Linked DNA regions of Mus musculus: all the other regions are linked to region 1. Evidence: chromatin contacts called from public HiChIP or PLAC-seq data. All regions are on one chromosome and are shown on one strand. Each heading gives the region's core, a stretch centred on a gene start, on an enhancer-like site or on the middle of the called end of the contact. The rest is flanking DNA. Distances are from core to core; before and after follow the strand shown. Region 1 holds the start of Cntn5 (contactin 5). Region 2 has its middle 610 kb from the start of Cntn5. Region 3 has its middle 540 kb from the start of Cntn5.

Region 1 (3,828 bases), core at 633-3,132:
GTTTTCAGAAGTTTTAGGTAACATTAAGGTGTTTACCCTTCCTTAATTCGAAACACCAGTCTTTACACTGAGCAGTCTGTTTATCTAACCTCTTTTACATCTGGTGTTCCAACTAAGATAACTAGTCCAAAAAAATTCTTCTATATTACATTTATTGTTTTAACTTTTGAGTCTTAACTGTATTCCTTCTACCACTAATTAGATTGAGGTGACTTTTTACATAATACATCCACTGTTTTAGCCACTTTGTAAAATCTATTTGTATATAGTCATTGACTGTTTATCATCTCATCAATATAAGCATGCCTGCCAAGCTTAAGACTCAGGCTTTGCACTGTGAAATACTAAAATGCTTCCAGCATGAAATGAGAAATTATGGGAAGCACGACAGGTGAGTTGTTCACCACTGGCCACTGACACTTTGCAAGCATTTCTTCCTGTCTTAGTCTCAGTTTAGTCTTGGTGTTAATCAGGATGCAGAACTTATAGCTTGCAGTGACATTTAGAGGTAATCCAGAAGGTGTGCTGCAGCCCAGTAGCAACCAATTACATTTACAACACTTTGTAAGCTTAATTCATTGTTTCTTTTTTAAATGACACTGCTATTTTAAGGTTTGCTACTGTTTTCATTTCTTTCTCATGGCTAAGACTCAGAATCAGAGCAGAGAGCTGAATTACCTAAATGACTTCTTTTCATAAAAGCATGTGAGCTGTGTATGGGTAAAGCCTCACACACATCGTACTATTAAAGCTCTCTTGCAAACCTGTCCTACAATTACCATGCTTTTGTCTTACTTATGCTAATTTTACATAAAATTATTCTGAAATATTGATGAATTCTTTTTCTTTTTGGAATAAAATAAATTTAAGCAACCTAAAAATTTTCAGGTTGTCATAGCAATCCTCAGCTTACTGAACATCATAGTCATAGAAATTGAGAAAACACTCTCCCCACATCCCTATAAAAATAAGAAACTGGGAACATATATTCAGCAAACATCTATGCACAACACGTGGGGGAGATCACTCAGCATAATTCGAGGTTCCACTTTTCTCAGTTTCCCAAACTTTGCAGAACTCTGCTTGCATCTCTCCTGCATTTTAACAAGTTATTGCACCACTACATGCCCAGGTATTCTGTCTGTATTCTCAGTTATTCGGTCTATGAGATTCTCAGCCATGACCTGACAACACCATTTCATTTTTGTCTTCCAAAGCATTTTATTACTTTGGTAAGAAAATATTCTTATCCCTCCTGACATTTGCCATCCAAAAAGCATACTTGCTTCTAGTTTTTTCCTCCTGTTTCCGGTGGCTTTATGAAACATACAATAGGTTTTACACTTGCTTCAACTTTTCAACATCAAATCCCAGCAGAGAAAAACAAACAAACAAACAAAACAAACAAACAAACAAAAACCCACTGTTTTCCCTGTCTTTAAACATGCACCAATGAACAGTTTTTACCTCTGGCAACACGACGAGGAAGGATGGCTTTGCAGAAGTGATTGTGTCAAAAACCCTAAGTGGCTGGGAACCAAAGTGCAGCATCACAGGCAGCAATCACCAGCGAAGGAATGCCAGCCACTTACCAATGAGACGCCAGCTGCCTCTGTTCATTTTGGTGATTCTCAATCCTCATCTTCCATCCTCGTGCCCTGGACACACCTCAGGTGGAGCAGTTCCTTAGGTGCTCCACAGCCTGTGACAGAAGAGAAATCGCAGAGTTCTGAGTCCTTCACTGGGAATTTTCCTCTGGTTTGCCCTGCCTCTCCCAGCAGAAGGGACCCAGGTGAGGCATCCTCCTGACTGCCAGCTTTAATGGCACTTGGCTGCCATCAGTTGCGTGGGGCGGAGTAGTTGAGAGATGCAGGCAGGTGCAAGTGGGCGCCTCCTCCCGCTGCTGCTCCGGGCTCGCGCGCGGATGCTCCAATGCGTCCACGCGCCCCGCGCCGCGCGCCCTGACTGGCTGGGTCTCTCCCAGAGTGGCCCGCGCCCCTCCCGCTCCGCGCTGTCACCGTCGCCAGGCGCCTCACTGCTTTGCGCTGCAAAGGCTCATTTAGCATGTCCCTGCCTGTAAAAGACTGTATGCCTCAAGCAGGGCTTTGGATTTCTTTCTTTTCTTAGAAGGTACTCCCCTGGCATCACTTGCTAACCGATTCCCTCCCCATCTTTTTCTCTCCAAAGTCATGAAGGCTGTTCCCATACCTGGCCACCTCTCCACTGAGAGCTAACAGTGCTGGCAGAGTCTGGGTCCTTTCCTCCCTTGGCCTGCCACTGTCCCTGCTGATTGCCAGGCTGTGTTGATAGCTCAGACAGCCAGAGGCTCAGATTCACTTATGTGGGCTCCAGAGCAGAACTGGCACTTGGGAGAGTGTGGTTAGGTTCTAACTGGGAGGCAATTCTCTTTTTTTATGTATACATGCGAGTTTCATCTAAGAGTGCTGGGATAGGGGGTGTTATTACTTGTCCTTGGGAGTGATGAGTGGGGTAGTGGTTTAGAGTCAGCTCTGAAACAGCAAAAGAAATAGCAGTTTGTTATTTTTTGTTGTTGTTGTTGCTTTTTGTTTTGTTTTTGTTTTTGTTTTTGTTTTTCGGAAAATGTCAGTGTCCAGAAAAATCACATTGGAAATCACAATGTCCAGAGTTGAAAAAAAAAAAAAATTGCCTAGATAGTAAATCTGCGGTGACAGCTTTAGTGTCATTGTTCTTCAGGTTTCTCCACTTTCCCTGTCTTTGAGTGCTCCAGTTTCATGTGTGTGGTGGTAATCCAGTATTTATGAAATACATTTTGTTACATACATTTTGTCTCCAACTCCATGTGGCTTGCACCTGTACGTGACAAGTCTGGAATCACATACTCTCTTCTCTGCCAGCCTATCTACACTTGGAACTCTGCGTGAGCTTTGGGCTGCACCTGAACCAGGAGGCACACGCTATTCACATGTGTGTGCGTCCAGCCCAAGCCTGCGTTCATCTGGATGGATCCTCTCCGCATGGCTTTTGCCCCCAGTGGCTGCGAGAGGCTGTAATTGGCAAGGAGCACAGAGCCAGTAGCTGGAAGCCAAGATACCACTGGAGCTCTCTGATCCCGTTCTTACAGCTTTCCTGGTAATTAAAATTAGTCGTTTTCCTGGTCCTTGGCTCTTTGCACATGTTATGCAAACATCAAGACTTTATTGAATGGGTACCCTCAGGATGTAGATTCGCTTCTTTCTCCACAGCAAAGACAATTAATGTGTATTTGCATTTAATGCTTCTCTACCCTTCCATACTTTTTATTTTCTTGTTCATGCTTTCCAGTAATTAGGTTATTTTCCTTATGTGTTAACCGAGGGATAGTTTGGGAGAGGCAAGTTTTCTGGGCGGCTTCTCTGCTATGTTGGCTCAATGCCTACAGCAGGCTGTTGTTTAGGGGAAAGAATCTCCAGAGTTTTATAAGCTCTTTAAATATACTGCAGACTAGATTCTGAATCTAAAAGCTTTAAAGCTTTTTCAAAAATTGTACAATGAGGTTTTAGCTATCAATGTTTGTTATAACTGACCACTTACAGCCTTCAGGTCTTGGAGTCTGAGCATGGTGATGCTTCACTATAGTAGATATACTGTGGGGGATCTGTTGCCTTTGTTATCTATTTCTGGGTCATTAAATCCTTTATTTTAATATCTGCTTTCAACTAACCTTGATCCAGAAAAGATGAAAGTTGACTTCTAGAAATGTATTCACTAAAACAATAAATACTGAATGTATCCCAATAAATCAAGGCATGAGATCATGAAACACCAGAAAGCATGAGAAAATTTGGTAAGGCCAGAAAGAACAGTGAT
Region 2 (3,828 bases), core at 659-3,158, 610 kb after region 1:
TTCCTGCCTAGTGCTATTAGTTTACATTGCTTTAGATCCATTATTATTCTATCACTTACACAAATTTAGCTCACCAATCCAAGGTACTCTCTGCATGATATTTTGGTGTAGATATCAAATAACAATTTATATCCAATTCTGTAAAATATTGGAGAATGCTCTCAACAAGAAATCACTTGATTCCTTTCTGTATCATACCTCTACTACTTTCCTAGACTCTGCCTTATCAATTCCCCCTCAGCTCCATGTTAAAGTATGGCAGTGTGCACAACACTCATGCCACTCAATTTGAAATCACAAACTTCCAAAATCCCTAAATCTAAAGTATTCTCTATCTAAAATCTGTGAACTTTCTTATTGGAAGCCACTAATATGCACATCAATTATGTGCTTAGCAGTTCAAGTAGACTTAAGTAAAGTAAAAGTAAAAACAGGACTTACAGAATTCCATTAAAGCTTGTCCTACATGGCTAGCCTAGTTTATGAAGCTTGAATCAGTTCCTATTCAGTGAGAAATGAGCAGTGAAGTTGATCCTGTGTGGGGGTCTGGTGCAGAAGAGCTGAGGCAGATGGTAAGCTGTACATGTGTGTGAAATCCATGGAGGAATGAAGCCCTCAGATCAATAGTATTAAGAAGGGAAGGGAAAAGAGGCAAGGAATAGCAGGAAACTTCTAATATTGGGGAAGAAACAAAATGAAATAAATATTTGGACCTTTCTAAATGCCAGTTATCAAAACAAGAATGTCAAAATTCCATTGTACCTCTACAAGTTGATTTTTTAAAAAAATATTTTAATCAGTGTAAGCTTTGCTTTAGCCACAACACAATTTCCCACTGAATCCTGACAGACAGTGATGATTAGCTAATGCACTAGGGTAATTATAAAGCATTAAAGTATTTCAGTAATCACCTTTATTAACAAATCAAGACAATGATGGAATATTTTATAGAAAATTAACCTGAGGATTTCTGGCTGAGCTGAACACCTGCATCTTTGCCAAGTTAAGAGCCAGCTGAGATTTGAAATGTACAGACCATTCCATTTTCTTAACTTTCTATTGACAGAACACCACTATCTTTGAAAATATGTTCTTTCTGCTGTTAGTTATAAGACAATCATTTCATCTATAAAATATTATGAATGCTTTGAGCATGGTTATGCATATATGCAAAGCTGGCAATTAGTGCTGAAGCAAACCCATTTCATTCTGGTCTAAACATTGAGATCTTGTCTCAAATAGTTCTCCAAAATGATGTAAAAATTGGTTGAGTGAATTAAATACTGCAAATTTGCTGATGTCTAAGGTTTGTATTAAGGTTACTGTGAGGATTTCTACAAACAATGTGAGAGAAGAAAACAAACAAAAACAACAACAACAACAACAAAATATGCTCAGGAAAGTCTCCAATTTCAAACACTATTCTCTTCAACTATTACCATGTGGAAATTTGCCATCAGTAAGAATATTTGGTACAAAGTAGCAATCTCTGTAAAGAAGGTATTTAAGCAAACACCTACTAGATAAAAAGAATTGAATTAGAGAAAGGACCAAGTGACCCGTCCAGCAGGTCCAGTTATTCGTGGGTTTCGAGGGGACTGCTCCTGAAAACCAAATGGGGGGAGGGGGAGCAAGAGAGAAAAGGAGATCAAGCACAAAAAAGACACAGAGTCAATCTGGATCTCGTCAAGGTCTCATTGTATTCAGCAAAGGTTGCAGTTTTTATACAAAAAGAACAAAGGGGAAATAACCCTTACGCAGAAGGGCAGAGGGGAGCAGTGGTAATTTTTTTTTTTTTTTTTTTTTTTTTTTTTTTTGGCAGCTGTAGCGGGAAGCAGGAACTAGAATATCTAAAGGTACATTCTTGTGGTCTGGACACCTGTTGTTTGTTCAGGGTTTGTCACATCTTGTGGTCTCTCTCTCAGAACAGCCCGTTGGTGACCTTTATCTGAACCAGTCAACTTAGGGAAGAAGCCCAACTTTATGTCTTGTGGTTTGGCAATCATTTTGAGGCTTTTTACGAAGAATTTGGTTTTGGCCCCTAACATCTCCCCCGACTTTATAAAGGGTAATAGGATAGTCTATTCATCATCGGATGAATGGGCTTTAACCGGGCTGGGGGAGCATTGACTCGATTCCTCCCATGGGTGCTGTCACGGCCTACACTTGTGGCTCTTTGTATCTTTTGGGGAGGGGAGGCAGAGCCATAGGAGTTTGGAACTCTCCTGTTGTCTCAGCTGCTTGGGAGGCTGGGACTGGAGGTGCAGAGGGCCAAGTTACAACCAAATTTTGATACCAACCTCCTTTCAATTAGGTATGACTCTCAGGGAACTCAGAATTAAGAGGAGAGGGTTTTTTTAATTTAATTTTATTTTTATTAGGTATTTTCCTCGTTTACATCTTCAATGCTATCCCAAAAGTCCGCCATACCCACCTTCCCAATCCATTACCCACCCACTCCCCCGTTTTGGCCCCGGGGTTCCCCTGTACTGGGGCATATACAGTTTGCAAGTCCAATGGGCCTCTCTTTGCAGTGATGGCCGACTAGGCCATCTTTTGATACATATGCAGCTAGAGTCAAGAGCTCCGGGGTATTGGTTAGTTCATAATGTTGTTCCACCTATAGAGTTGCAGTTCCCTTTAGCTCCTTGAGTAATTTCTCTAGCTCCTCCATTGGGGGCCGTGTGACCCATCCAATAGCTGACTGTGATCATCCACTTCTGTGTTTGCTAGGCCCCGGCATAGTCTCACAAGAGACAGCTATATCTGGGTCCTTTCAGCAAAATCTTGCTAGTGTATGCAATGGTGTCAGCGTTTTGCCTTTCTGTACACAAAGGATAAACAGGCTGAGAAAGAAATTAGGGAAACAACACCCTTCTCAATAGTCACAAATAATATAAAATACCTTGGTGTGACTCTAACTAAGGAAGTGAAAGATCTGTATGATAAGAACTTCAAGTCTCTGAAGAAAGAAATTAAAGAAGATCTCAGAAGATGGAAAGATCTCCCATGCTCATGGATTGGCAGGATCAACATTGTAAAAATGGCTATCTTGCCAAAAGCAATCTACAGATTCAATGCAATCCCCATCAAAATTCCAACTCAATTCTTCAATGAATTAGAAAGGGCAATTGGCAGATTCATCTGGAATAACAAAAAAAATGAGGAGAGGGGTTTTAAAGTCAGCTCGAATTATTTTAAGAGGTTATGGAAGTTGAGCCTCTCTCCCCGAGGTGAGGGCTCACGTGATGTGGTCACAGCTGCAGGTTGTCTTTTGTCGGTCTCGGTGTCCAGACGACTCAAATAAATTTATCGGAAAGAGCAGAATCTATCTGTAATTTAACAAAGCGAGTTAACCGTTGAAAAGCCCAAGGACCAAAAGAAATTAATAGCAGGAATCCCAGAAGGGTTCCCAAGATGGAAGGCAATAAGGTGGATAGCCAGAGTAAGGTGGAGAACCAATTCAGATACCAAGACTCTTGTTTTTCTCATTCTCGTTTTCCTTTTTCAAGGCTAACCTTTACCTTGGCAAGGCTATCTTTCACTAATCCTGTCTTGTCCACATATACACAACATTCTTCTCTGAGAGCTATGCACAATCCTCCCTGCTATAAAAAGAGTAAATCTAATCCCCTTCTATTTTGTAACACTACTTTAGAAAGGGATGCCAAAAAATCTGTTAACTGATCTATACCTTCTCTTAAATCTTCTAAACTTGACTAATAGCTGGATTAAGCTCATGATAGTGCTGCACATTTTGCTAGAAAGTAACTAAGGAAGTAATGGCAGTGCCTGTCCCTGCAGCCCCCAATCCCAAGAGGACCACAA
Region 3 (3,828 bases), core at 837-3,336, 540 kb after region 1:
ACTTTGGCTTAAAGTGAAAGGGCCCTGTCCATCATGGTGGAAAGTCAAGGTAGCAAGAGCTGGCAGTAGCAAGTGAGCAGACAGTTGGTCATATCAAATGCACTGTTAATCAGTATGATGAGTGCTAGTGTTAATCTCCCTCTTTATGGACCCTAAGATCCCAGCACATGGAGTACTGCCATTTAGAAGTAATCATAGGTTCTTCTGCCACATGTCTTCATCTCTAGATTCTGTCAAGTCAACAATATCAACCACTGTATCAGAGGCATAGGGTGGAGTAACTGAGTAATTCAAATATTAAAAGACATATTAGCTACATGTAAATAAGTTCTGAAATAGAATAAGAATTTGTGTCCTGCTCTAGAGGGAAATGACAATACAACACACACTTGAAACTTTCAAAAGACTCAAAAATTCTGTAAGGTTTATTTGTAAAGAAAACTTGTTGTGGTTATTATTATTATTATTATTATTATTATTATTATTATTATTTGCCACCTGTACCAGCCAGGAGCTAGACCGGACTGGGTCTGATCCCTCACAGCACACACCCCAAGTATTCAGACACATCCAGCTCCACAGGTGAGATCTTAAACCCCTCCCAGAAGGCCATCATAGCAGTACCCCTGCGACTTGGGGAAGCAGATTCCTGTCCAGCCTGATACCAGGGTACCTTCCAGCTCCAACCTGATCCCACACAGCACACTCACCAATGGCAGCTCGAATCACAACCACCCCCAGCTCGACCCCCAGGATCACAGGATCACAGGAAGGACAGACTCCAGTCAGAGACAGGGAGGAGATCAAATAACACCAGAGATAACCAGATAGCAAGAGGCAAGCATAACAACATAAGTAACAGAAACCAATTTGGCTTGGCAACATCAGAACCCAGCTCTCCCATCACAGCAAATCCTGGATACATAAACACACCCTTAAAACAAGATTAAGACCTAAATTCTCATTTCATGAAGATGATAGAGGGCATAAAGAAGGACATTAATAACTCCCTTAATGACATGCAAAAGAACATAGGAAAACAAGAAATCCTTAAAGAGAAAACACATAAATCCCTTAAAGAAATGCAGGAGAAATCAAATAGGTGAAGGAATTGAACAAAACTGCCCAGGATTTAGAAATGGAAGTAGAATCATTGAAGAAAACACAAAAGGAGACATCCCTGGAGATTGAAAACCTAGAAAATAGAACAGGAGTCACAAATGCAAGCATCATAAGAGAATACAAGATATAGAAGAGAGATTCTCAGAACATACAATGCTGCAGACCCTCTTGGTCCCTTGTCTGCACAGAATGGGTCTCTGGTTGCAAGTGGACAAGGAGTGGGTGAATGAATGACAGACAGACGCAACATAAGAGATTGTGTAGAATCAGAATGTAATGTCAAGTCGAGCATCAGACTTTTTATACAGAAGAATAACAAGAAACCAGGCGAGATACATCCTCTGAGTTACATTGACACAATACAAAAGGAATGTATACATCAAAAGAAGGCAGGGACCAGGCCATTGCCACTAAGAAGGGAGCCAGGTATAATGCTAGTCTATTGTTAAGCCCACCACCAGGGGTTCTTAGTAAATGCCTGATTTATGCTGTTTCTTTGGGCCTAGTGAAGGAACCTGCCTCAGGGGGATTCCCTAATTCTTTCATGGTAAACCCACCTATTCACTAGGCCATTGTGTATTCCCTTGTTCGGGTAAAACTGGCTATTGTCTCAAGTGAACACTCTGCAGACCAGCCCTGAGCTATTCCTCCTCCGTTCTTTATAATGCCTAATTCGTTTCGCTTTCTCTACTAGAAGTAAATTTGAATGTTACTGAATAGATAACCTTCTCACTGAATTCCTACCGAATTCCAAGTTTGTTGGATTTTCTATTACGTTGGAACACTGGCAAAGGCTTAGCTATGTCAAAATTCAATCTTTAAAGGCACTTATAATAAAATAATACTAAAAAAGAGCACGTGGATCCATACACCAGACTAACATGGGAATAGGGTATGAGTACGGGTTATGAGAATGCCTGGTTCCAGGAGGTTAAGTTTCCGTGAAAACTTAACCTTTGCCTCGTGAGTGCTTTCAGGCCTCTCAGCCTGCCAGGCAGTCTTCACTGGAGTGTGTCTAGACATACAATAGAAGACATAGACAAAACAGTCAAGGAAAATACAAAGTACAAAAGCTCCTCTCTAAAAATATTCAAGAAATGCAGAACAAAATGAAAAGACACAACCTGAGAATAATAGAAATAGAAGAGAGTGACAATTCCAGACTAAAAGGGCCAGCAAACATGTTTAACAAAATTGTAGAAAAAACAAAAAAAAAACTTTTCTAACGTAAAGAAAGATATGCCTATAAACATACAAGAAGCCTATGAAACACAAAACAGATGGGACCAGAAAATAAATTGTGGTGCTCGCCTTTAATCCCAGCACTTGGAAGGCAGAGGCAGGCAGATTTCTAAGTTTGAGGTCAGCCTGGTCTACAAAGTGAGTTCCAGGACAGCCAGGGCTATACAAGAAACCCTGTCTCAACAAACAATCAATCAAACAAACAAACAAACCAAAGAAATTTCTCCTGTCATGTAATACATAAAATACAAAATGCACAGAACAAAGAGTACTGAAAGCAGTAAGGGAAAAAGGCCAAGTAATATATAGAGGCAGACCTATCAGAATTACAGGAGACTTCTCAATAGAGACTATAATAGCCAGAAGAGCCTGGGCAGATGTCAGTCAGACCCTAAGAGATCAAAAATGCCAACCCAGGCTACTATACCCAGCAAAACTTCCAACTAGAATAGATGGAGAAATCAATGTTTTCTAAGACAAAAGCAAATTTAAACAACATATTTCTACTAATCTAGGCCTACAGAGGATAATAGAAGGAAAAATCCAACACGAGGAGGGAAAAATACAACCAAGAAAAAGCAAGAAATTAATCTTTTCACAACAAACCCAAAAGAAGAGAAACGCACAAACTTAATTCTAACACTAACAACAAAAATTACAGAAAGCAACAGTCATAGATCCTTTAAATCTTTCAACATCAGTGGGGTCAATTCCCCAATAAAAAGATATAGATTAACAGGCTGGATACATAAACATGATCCAATATTTTGCTGCATACAGAAAACATACCTCAGAGTCAAAGATAGACATTCTCTCAGAGTAAAAGTATGGGAAAAAGCTTTTGAAGCAGATAGTCCCAAGAAAAAAAGCTGGAGTAGTCATCCTAATATCCAAGAAAATAGACTTTCAGCCAAAAGTTTTCAAAAAAGATGGAGAAGGTTAGTACATACTTATTAAAGGAAAAATCCACTAGGATGAACTCTCAATTCTGAACATCTATGCCCCAAATGCAAGGGCACTCACATTTGTAAAAAAATGGTACTAAAACTCAAATCACAATTGTGATTTAAAAAAAAAAAAAACCTGCATGGTAGTGGTACAGAAACAGGCATGTAGAGCAATAGAATAGAATTTAAAACCCAAAAATGAACCCAACCACCTAGGATCATTTGATCTTTGACAAAGGAGCTAAACCTATCCAGTGGAAAAAGGAGCATTTTCAACAAATCATACCGGTTCAACTGGAAGACTGAATATAGAAGAATGCAAATTGATCCATAGCTATCTCGTTGCACAAAGAGCAAGTTCAAGTGGCTAAGGACCTCCACATAAAACCACATATACTGAATCTATTAGAAGAGAAAGTGGGGAAGAGCCTCAAATAATTGAGCACAGGGGAAATTTTTCTGAACAGAACACCAATGGTTTATGCTTTAAGAGCAACAATTGACAAATGGGATCTCA

Evidence for each region. HiChIP or PLAC-seq counts read pairs in DNA pulled down with a chosen protein or histone mark.
Region 2: an H3K27ac HiChIP or PLAC-seq map of large pre-B cells shows a contact between it and region 1, with 11 times the contacts expected there. The contact joins the enhancer-like site here to the promoter of Cntn5 in region 1. A contact is called at or near these places in 2 of 39 promoter capture datasets (embryonic stem cells and pre-B cells), 2 of 15 datasets of contacts at CTCF or cohesin (large pre-B cells and pro-B cells), 2 of 484 Hi-C or Micro-C datasets (the C2C12 cell line and embryonic fibroblasts) and 1 of 115 datasets of contacts at active chromatin or transcription factors (large pre-B cells).
Region 3: a contact with region 1 is called in an H3K27ac HiChIP or PLAC-seq map of embryonic stem cells, with 4 times the contacts expected there. The contact joins the enhancer-like site here to the promoter of Cntn5 in region 1. A contact is called at or near these places in 15 of 39 promoter capture datasets (the 3T3-L1 cell line, the C10 cell line, the HPC-7 cell line and 8 more), 2 of 15 datasets of contacts at CTCF or cohesin (large pre-B cells and pro-B cells), 39 of 484 Hi-C or Micro-C datasets (the C2C12 cell line, the G1E-ER4 cell line, the HL-1 cell line and 23 more), 6 of 115 datasets of contacts at active chromatin or transcription factors (astrocytes and embryonic stem cells) and 1 of 9 other capture datasets (embryonic stem cells).

What each region holds. Positions count from the first base shown.
Region 1 is chr9:10,902,893-10,906,720 of GRCm38.p6, forward strand. It overlaps Cntn5 (contactin 5), which reads right to left and starts at 1,883. Exons shown (of 25, transcript NM_001170787.1): 1 at 1,593-1,883. Gm32710 (a long non-coding RNA gene) reads left to right here and starts at 1,553. Exons shown (of 3, transcript XR_001779092.2): 1 at 1,553-1,792; 2 at 2,877-3,111.
Region 2 is chr9:11,512,058-11,515,885 of GRCm38.p6, forward strand. No RefSeq gene overlaps it. Among named protein-coding and RNA genes, the nearest start is that of Cntn5, 610 kb to the left of the region's middle. Within about 2 kb of position 1,909, at least 56 of the 459 cell types and tissues checked have an H3K27ac peak or open chromatin away from gene starts, as enhancers often do. A contact at or near this core is called in pro-B cells, where this site is marked.
Region 3 is chr9:11,439,720-11,443,547 of GRCm38.p6, forward strand. No RefSeq gene overlaps it. Among named protein-coding and RNA genes, the nearest start is that of Cntn5, 540 kb to the left of the region's middle. Within about 2 kb of position 2,087, at least 8 of the 459 cell types and tissues checked have an H3K27ac peak or open chromatin away from gene starts, as enhancers often do. A contact at or near this core is called in differentiating embryonic stem cells, embryonic stem cells and stem cell-derived epiblast-like cells, where this site is marked.